Regions from separate parts of the Danio rerio genome. Here region 1 is linked to region 2. Evidence: chromatin contacts called from public Hi-C data. All regions are on one chromosome and are shown on one strand. The core of a region is the stretch at or near the end of the contact, and the rest is flanking DNA. Distances in the headings are between cores, read along the strand shown.

Region 1 (3,278 bases), core at 712-3,211, 310 kb after region 2:
ACTCTACATGTGAGACTGGTTCTTCTGCAACCAGGTTGATTGCAAAGTTCTCATTCACCTGCAGCATTAAAGATAACAATATAACAAACAATAAGAAAATCTATATATATATATGCTATCTTTGTGCAGCACTGAATAGTTCCCTTTACCTCTTTATGTCTGCCAACAAATCTAGCACGTCTCACATCATTTTCATCATAGACCTGCAATAAAAACAAATAGTAAATAGGAAAAAATATTAAGTTTTTCTTATAAAGTAAATCTGATGTCGGATCTGCTTAACATTTTGTAAAAGTAATATTGTTGATTAATGTCTATTAAGTTATTTAAAGTTTACCATGCAATACATAGTTTTAGGTACATTTTACTCTCTTTGAATGATTTTTCCCCTTAATATACACTGAGGTGAAGTGTATACTGAAGAGTAAATTTGGTTACTATCTATATTACACGATATTATGTACACAAGGGAAGTAATAAAGGTTTTTATGAATTGTATTGCTTTGACATTTTCTTAAAAAACATTATAAACAAAAAATTCCAAGCAAAATATATTTATGTTTTTGAACTTTAAACTATTTAAACCATAATTTCTACAACCTTTGATTCGGTAGCTACTAGAGTTGATTTTTTCGTAGTTGTATTTACTCTATTTAGTGAGTTTTATCATTAGGTTGCAACTAAATGCACAAAATACAAAATAACTGCTATAAATCGAATGGAAAAAAAATAGATCAAATACAAAAAAATGTAATTGAATACAAAAAAGGTTACAAATAAATCAAATGCAAAAATCGAATTAAATACAAAAAAACTGCTATAAATAAATTGAATACAAAAAATCTAATTGAATAGAAAAAACCTGCAACAAATAATCGAATACAATAATGGAATTAAATACAAAAAATGCTACAAATAAAACTAATACAAAAAATCTAATTGAATATAAAAAACCGCTACAAATGTTCGAATACAAAAATGTAATTGAATACAAAATCTTCTACAATTAAATCAAATTAAATACAAAAAAACTGCTACAAATAAATTGTATACAAAAAACTGCTACAAGTAAAACGAATACAAAAACTGAATTGAAAACAAAAAACTGCTACAAACAAATCGAATACAAAAAAATCGAATTGAATACAAAAAAACTGGTACCAAAAAATCAAATACAAAAAAAGGCGATAAATAAAACAAGTACAAAAAACTGCTAACAATTAAATGTATGCAGTTAAGTAGAATTGTTTTGTAAAATAACGTTGTTGATCAATTTCTACTTGAATTAAAGTTTACTGTGCAATATCTAGCTTTAAGTACATTTTACTCTCTTTGAACGATTTTTTTCTCTCAATATAGCACCAACTAAAGTGAAGTGTATACTGAAGAGTAAATTTGGTTACTATCTATATTACACTATATTATCTACACAAGAGAATAAAGGTTTTTATTAATTGTATTACTTTGACATTTTCTTAAAAAAACACTATGAACAAACAATTCCAAGCAAAAAATATTTTTGTATTTGAACTTTAAATTATTTTAACTGTAATTTTTACAACCTTTAACTGGGTAGCAACTTGAATTGATTTTTTTCTGGTTGTATTTTACTCCATTTAATCAGTTTTATCAGTACAATGCAGTCTTTTACCATTAAGTTGCCACTAAATGCACAAAATATCAGCTATTAATGCTTACTCTATAGTCTATTACGCCAGATATAAGCCTCAGTTCTCACAACAAATGCTAACAGTAATAAACAGACGTGCTGCACAGTGTCCTTTAGATCCAGCCTCACCTGTCCCGTGTGGGTAATTATTTCTCCATGGTTAGAAACCGGAACACTGTACTGCTGAACTGGAACTGCTGATAATCTCAAACAGTTGAGCAAAACCTTCGTATTTTTACCGAAGGACAAGATCCTTGGAAGGATGGCTGCCATGTTTGCCTGTGATCATTACCCAGCAGCCTTTGCTTTGCTCTTCATAACTCTCTGCTGACCCCTGTTGGTCGGCAACAAATTCATTATTTTATAATTCTTTGAATTGTTCGTATAAACGAGTTCCTTTAGAGTATATTATGCGCCTGTACTTAGCAGATCCATTGGGTATTTTATATATCCAAACAAATCTTTACATACACAGGTTTGAGGGAAGATTTCGGAGAGTATAATGCGCATGCGTGCGGTATGACTTTCCCACAAAGTCATTGCGTCACAGGAACTGGATGGGTTTTCTTGCGTCTGAAAAGCATGCTACCCTCGCACTGATGTATCTTGGATAAAAACGCTTAAATACACGCGTTTCTATCTGCATATTCAGACAGGTATGCATTAAATATATTTAATTGTTGAAAATATTACTGCAACTTCTTGAATTGAACACGTTCACGTGTTTTAGAACAGTGTTTGGCCTGCAAAGCTAGTCAGCGGCCCACAACGTGAGACTTTTTCCAAAAAAAAAAATCATGCTAATTGTCTTGTTAGCAACGAAGACTTGGACGTTTTTGTATTTGTGAATAAGATTAGAACATTTATTTTGGAATGCTCTGAATACTAGCTGACAGTTATGGGAGAAAACATTTACATGCCAACTTAGCTTTTAAAGGGTCAAGTAAATATTAAGTCAAAAACAATTTTTACAAAAATTAAAAATTGACATTGACATCTCTTGCTTTTTCTGTGAAAGCTATAGACATGTTGTTTTGGGGTTTTATATTAAAGGAAGCAATTCCTTTATTCAAACTTTTTGCATAAACTTTATTTTAATTATTGGAAAGTTTTTTTTCTATACACAATTGCAAATATACTCATTGTAAGCCTATTTTTTATTTTTTTAAACGAGAACTAGCTCTTTATTTATAAACCATCACAGACTCTCGCAACAAGAAAGCTATTAAAACTTTATAAAATATGTGTTTTATTTGATATTCTGCAATAGTTAGTTTTATCCTTGTCATGTGCCCTTAATATTTCTTTTTTTCTTTCTCTCGTTGTCTTTATTTAGTTTTACCTATATTTGTTTTAATTTTGTTACATTCCACTTATTTCAAAAAGTAATATTCCTATTGATTGTACCATACTACTTTCAGTTTTGTATCTGTATTTGTTGTAATGTACTGTTATTATTGCAATAAAATAAATAAATAAATAAAAATAAATAAATATTAAGTCAATGTCAAAGAAGTATATATTATTATGTAATATGAAACATTACTACTATATATATATATATATATATATATATATATATATATATATATATATATATATATATATA
Region 2 (3,664 bases), core at 918-3,417:
CATGGTCTTTAAAACTCGACATAAACATAGGAGTTTGAGAAAAATGCCAATTTTCTACAGGAATTTCAGATGGCAGTTTTTTTTTTCCAGCTGGGTTTTTGCATCTGAACTCTTCATATTCTGAACTTGACGGTTTTGTTAGGAATGATTGATGACAGGGCATTTAAATATTATTAGAACAAAAATGCACACTTGAGGTAGTGATGTGCCCACAGTGCAAAGCGAATTGTGTAATTTTTTGATAATTCAGTGGACTGGAGTCATTTACTCCATTTATGGTTACTACAGACATTGTTCAGATGTTTTATTTAAAGTAATTTGTCAGGTTTTCTGTGTTTAATACAAGTATTTTAAGCATTTCACCCAAACACACCTTTTTTCCTGCTATAATGTTTTTTAAAGCTCAAATTTTTTATACCTTTAGACTCTTCTTGCATTTATTACATTCCTTAATATTTGTATGTATCATATTTGTTAATTATAATAATAACACACTCACACACACACTTTTGTTTTTGCGAAAAGTGGGGACATTACATAGGTTTCCATTCATTTTATACTGTCCAAACCGTATATTATATTGCCCTCACCCCACCCCACCCCTAAACCCAACCATCACAGGAGACTGTGTGCAGCTTTACTCTCTGATTAAACTCATTCTGTAGGATTTATAAGCATTTTGAGAAATGAGGACGTCACTAATGTCCTCATATTTCACCTCCTTTTTGTAATACCTGTGTCATACCCATGTCATTATACAGATTTATGTCCTGATATGTCACAAACACACACACACACACATACACACACACACACACACACACACACACACACACACACACACAAACAGACACACACACACACACACACACACACACACACACACACACACACACACACACACACACACACACACACACACACATAATTATAAGAACACAATTATCAGTATGACTATAATAGTTATGTATTACAACATTTTTTTGACCTGGTTTTATGCACATTTAAATCTCCTTACGTATTGTGAAACAAGGCTTGCCATTTTTTAAATGTTTATTTGTAAATATGAACATTAATTAAGAAACCATTGTATAAGCAATAGTCTTGAAAATAGTGACCTAATTTGAGTTTATATGATAAAAATGTGCTTTTAAGATATCTGAATTCAATATGGTATATGTAAGCACTTTTTTATGAATCTCTATCTATCTATCTATCTATCTATCTATCTATCTATCTATCTATCTATCTATCTATCTATCTATCTATCTATCTATCTATCTATCTATCTATCTATCTATCTATCTATCTAGCACTGCATGGCACAAAGAAAAAACTTGACAAAAGTCGAAATGTAACCATACAAATCTTCTTTGAGATGCACCTTCATTAGAAAAAGTCAAGATTCACCTGGGAGAAATATCAATTGTAGACAGATTTGTTTTAAAAAGAAAGAAAAATGCATTATGACGAAATATTAAGACAACTTTGCATGTACAGAATTATGCCATGAACAAACGATTAAATGTTGTGGGGGTGAGACTATTCAGACAGAGACCAAAATAATAAATTTAGATCTTTTGCATGATTTACAAAAGCATTTGCAACTTGTTCAAAGGAATGAGAAACTGCATTTTTGATGTGCACAACTGACAGTGATGTGAAGATTGAACAGGAAGATTTGAGAATTTCAGTTCTGATCTGAGAAATGGAGACTGAGAAAAACTAATATCACAGTAACTTGTATTTTTAGTTTCTCTCAGCCAAATTCCAGTAAGTAAGGGATTAAATAAATAAATAAACGAGCAAACAAATAAATAAACAAATAAAGCGTATTTGCCCTGTGTTTGTCAGTAAGGGGTTAAACATGCATCAGGCTGCAAACAAGTCAATACAACACCTTCTCTTGAACGTTGCATTGCACACAACAGTGCACAAGCAGAGCATGTCATCAGCATTTAACATTTTATTGCCTATAAGTTGTTTTGTTTTACATTCAGTCTCGACCACTGAATTATCTCCACCATGTTTCTTTACGACGCTTTCTAGAACGTTTAACAACAGCGTCTTTGCAGCATTTAGAAATGCTTTACAGCACAACGAAAGCTCTGTTACCCGGGTGACAGTCCATTCTCGCACACTATTGGATGGAAGGCAGCCGGAAAGCAGTTTGCTGTCATGGGAGCTACGCTAAGTGAGCGGATGACTATCTTTTGTCAATAAGTATACAGTTATATTCTTATTTAATCGACCGTGCGCTTAAATTTACGTTAAATTAACCTCGCCATGGCGGAGAAGTTTGATAACCTCGAGGAGCACCTCGAAAAATTCGTCGAAAACATACGACAGCTCGGAATTATCGTCAGCGACTTCCAGCCCAGCAGTCAAACAGGACTCAACCAGAAACTGTGAGTTAAAATCACAATGTTATTTTTTAATACTAACCCAAACCCTTTTGTTGGATTTTAACAAAGAATTACTAACGTTAGCAACTAATGGCGACGTTTCAGCTGTTGCATTTGCTGGCTCTTTACCAGTAGTATTGCCTCATTTAGATGGAAAATAAATGATTTTGTTATTTATTTTTCAGGAACTTTATGATCACAGGACTTCAGGATATTGAGAAATGTCGACAGCAGCTTCATGATATCAACGTACCTTTGGAAGTGTTCGAGTGAGTTTTGCATATAATATAGTCCAGTTCAATGTGGACATGTCATTGGCCCATGAACATTTCCTGCCTGTTGTCAAACTACTTCCTAACCGTAACAAGAGGCAGTTCAATCACAATTTAATGCTAAAACAGCTATCATAACATTATTTTTCAATATGTGGCTCTTTTTTGGTTCTTGGATGCTATAGAAATTAAAAATGTAAAACAAGAAATACATTGGGACCATCGTTTTTTGTTCACATCCCTCAAAATGGTTTATACACTACTGGCCAGTAGACTTTTTAAATGTTTTATAATAAGTTTCTCCTGCTCACCAAGGCTGCATTTATTTAACCAAAAATACAGTACATATTGTAAAATTGCGAAATGTTATTGCACTATAAAATAACAGTTCAAAAGTAGTTTATAATTTAATTTAATTCCAGTGATTTTAAAGATGGATTTCCAGCTTCATTACTCCAGTCTTCAGAGTTACATGATCCTTCAGAAATCCCTCTAATATTAATAATAATAATAATAATAATAATTATTATTATTAGCAATAAATAAGAAATAAATAAATAGCATACAAGGAGAAAACAGTTATTTCAAATTTTAATAAATATTTAACAATTCAACTATATATATATTTTTACGTTTAATAAATAAATTAATAAATTGATGAAAAAAATAATTTTCTCAGAAAAACATGAAAAACCAAACTTTTGACTGGTAGTGTTCTTTAAATGCCCTCAACTGTAAAAACCTTAAAAATAAATATAAATGGTGGTCAGATTTTTTACAGTCATCCACATTCTCTACCTTTTAAAATACCAAATTGCTAAAAAAAATTAGACGTCACATCTGTGCAAAAATGTAAATGGCTGTTATAGATTATTGATGTTTTTCCCTTTTGCCCGCAGGTATATTGATCAGGGTCGTAACCCACAGCTCTACACCAAGGAGTGCTTGGAAAGAGCACTGGCTAAAAATGAACAAGTCAAAGGAAAG

What was found. A called contact is a pair of places that touch in the nucleus more often than the background predicts.
Region 1: a Hi-C map of hematopoietic stem cells shows a contact between it and region 2, with 4 times the contacts expected there. The contact joins the promoter of ndufs6 here to the promoter of med10 in region 2. A contact is called at or near these places in 2 of 18 Hi-C or Micro-C datasets (hematopoietic stem cells and an unstated tissue).

The regions. Positions count from the first base shown.
Region 1 is chr19:30,700,694-30,703,971 of GRCz12tu, forward strand. It overlaps ndufs6 (NADH:ubiquinone oxidoreductase subunit S6), which reads right to left and starts at 1,962. Exons shown (of 4, transcript NM_001004651.1): 1 at 1,799-1,962; 2 at 150-203; 3 at 1-58. The coding sequence starts at 1,942. It overlaps mrpl36 (mitochondrial ribosomal protein L36), which reads left to right and starts at 2,208. Exons shown (of 2, transcript NM_001099257.1): 1 at 2,208-2,325.
Region 2 is chr19:30,386,402-30,390,065 of GRCz12tu, forward strand. med10 (mediator complex subunit 10) reads left to right here and starts at 2,168. Exons shown (of 4, transcript NM_001017699.1): 1 at 2,168-2,408; 2 at 2,591-2,674; 3 at 3,577-3,664. The coding sequence starts at 2,287.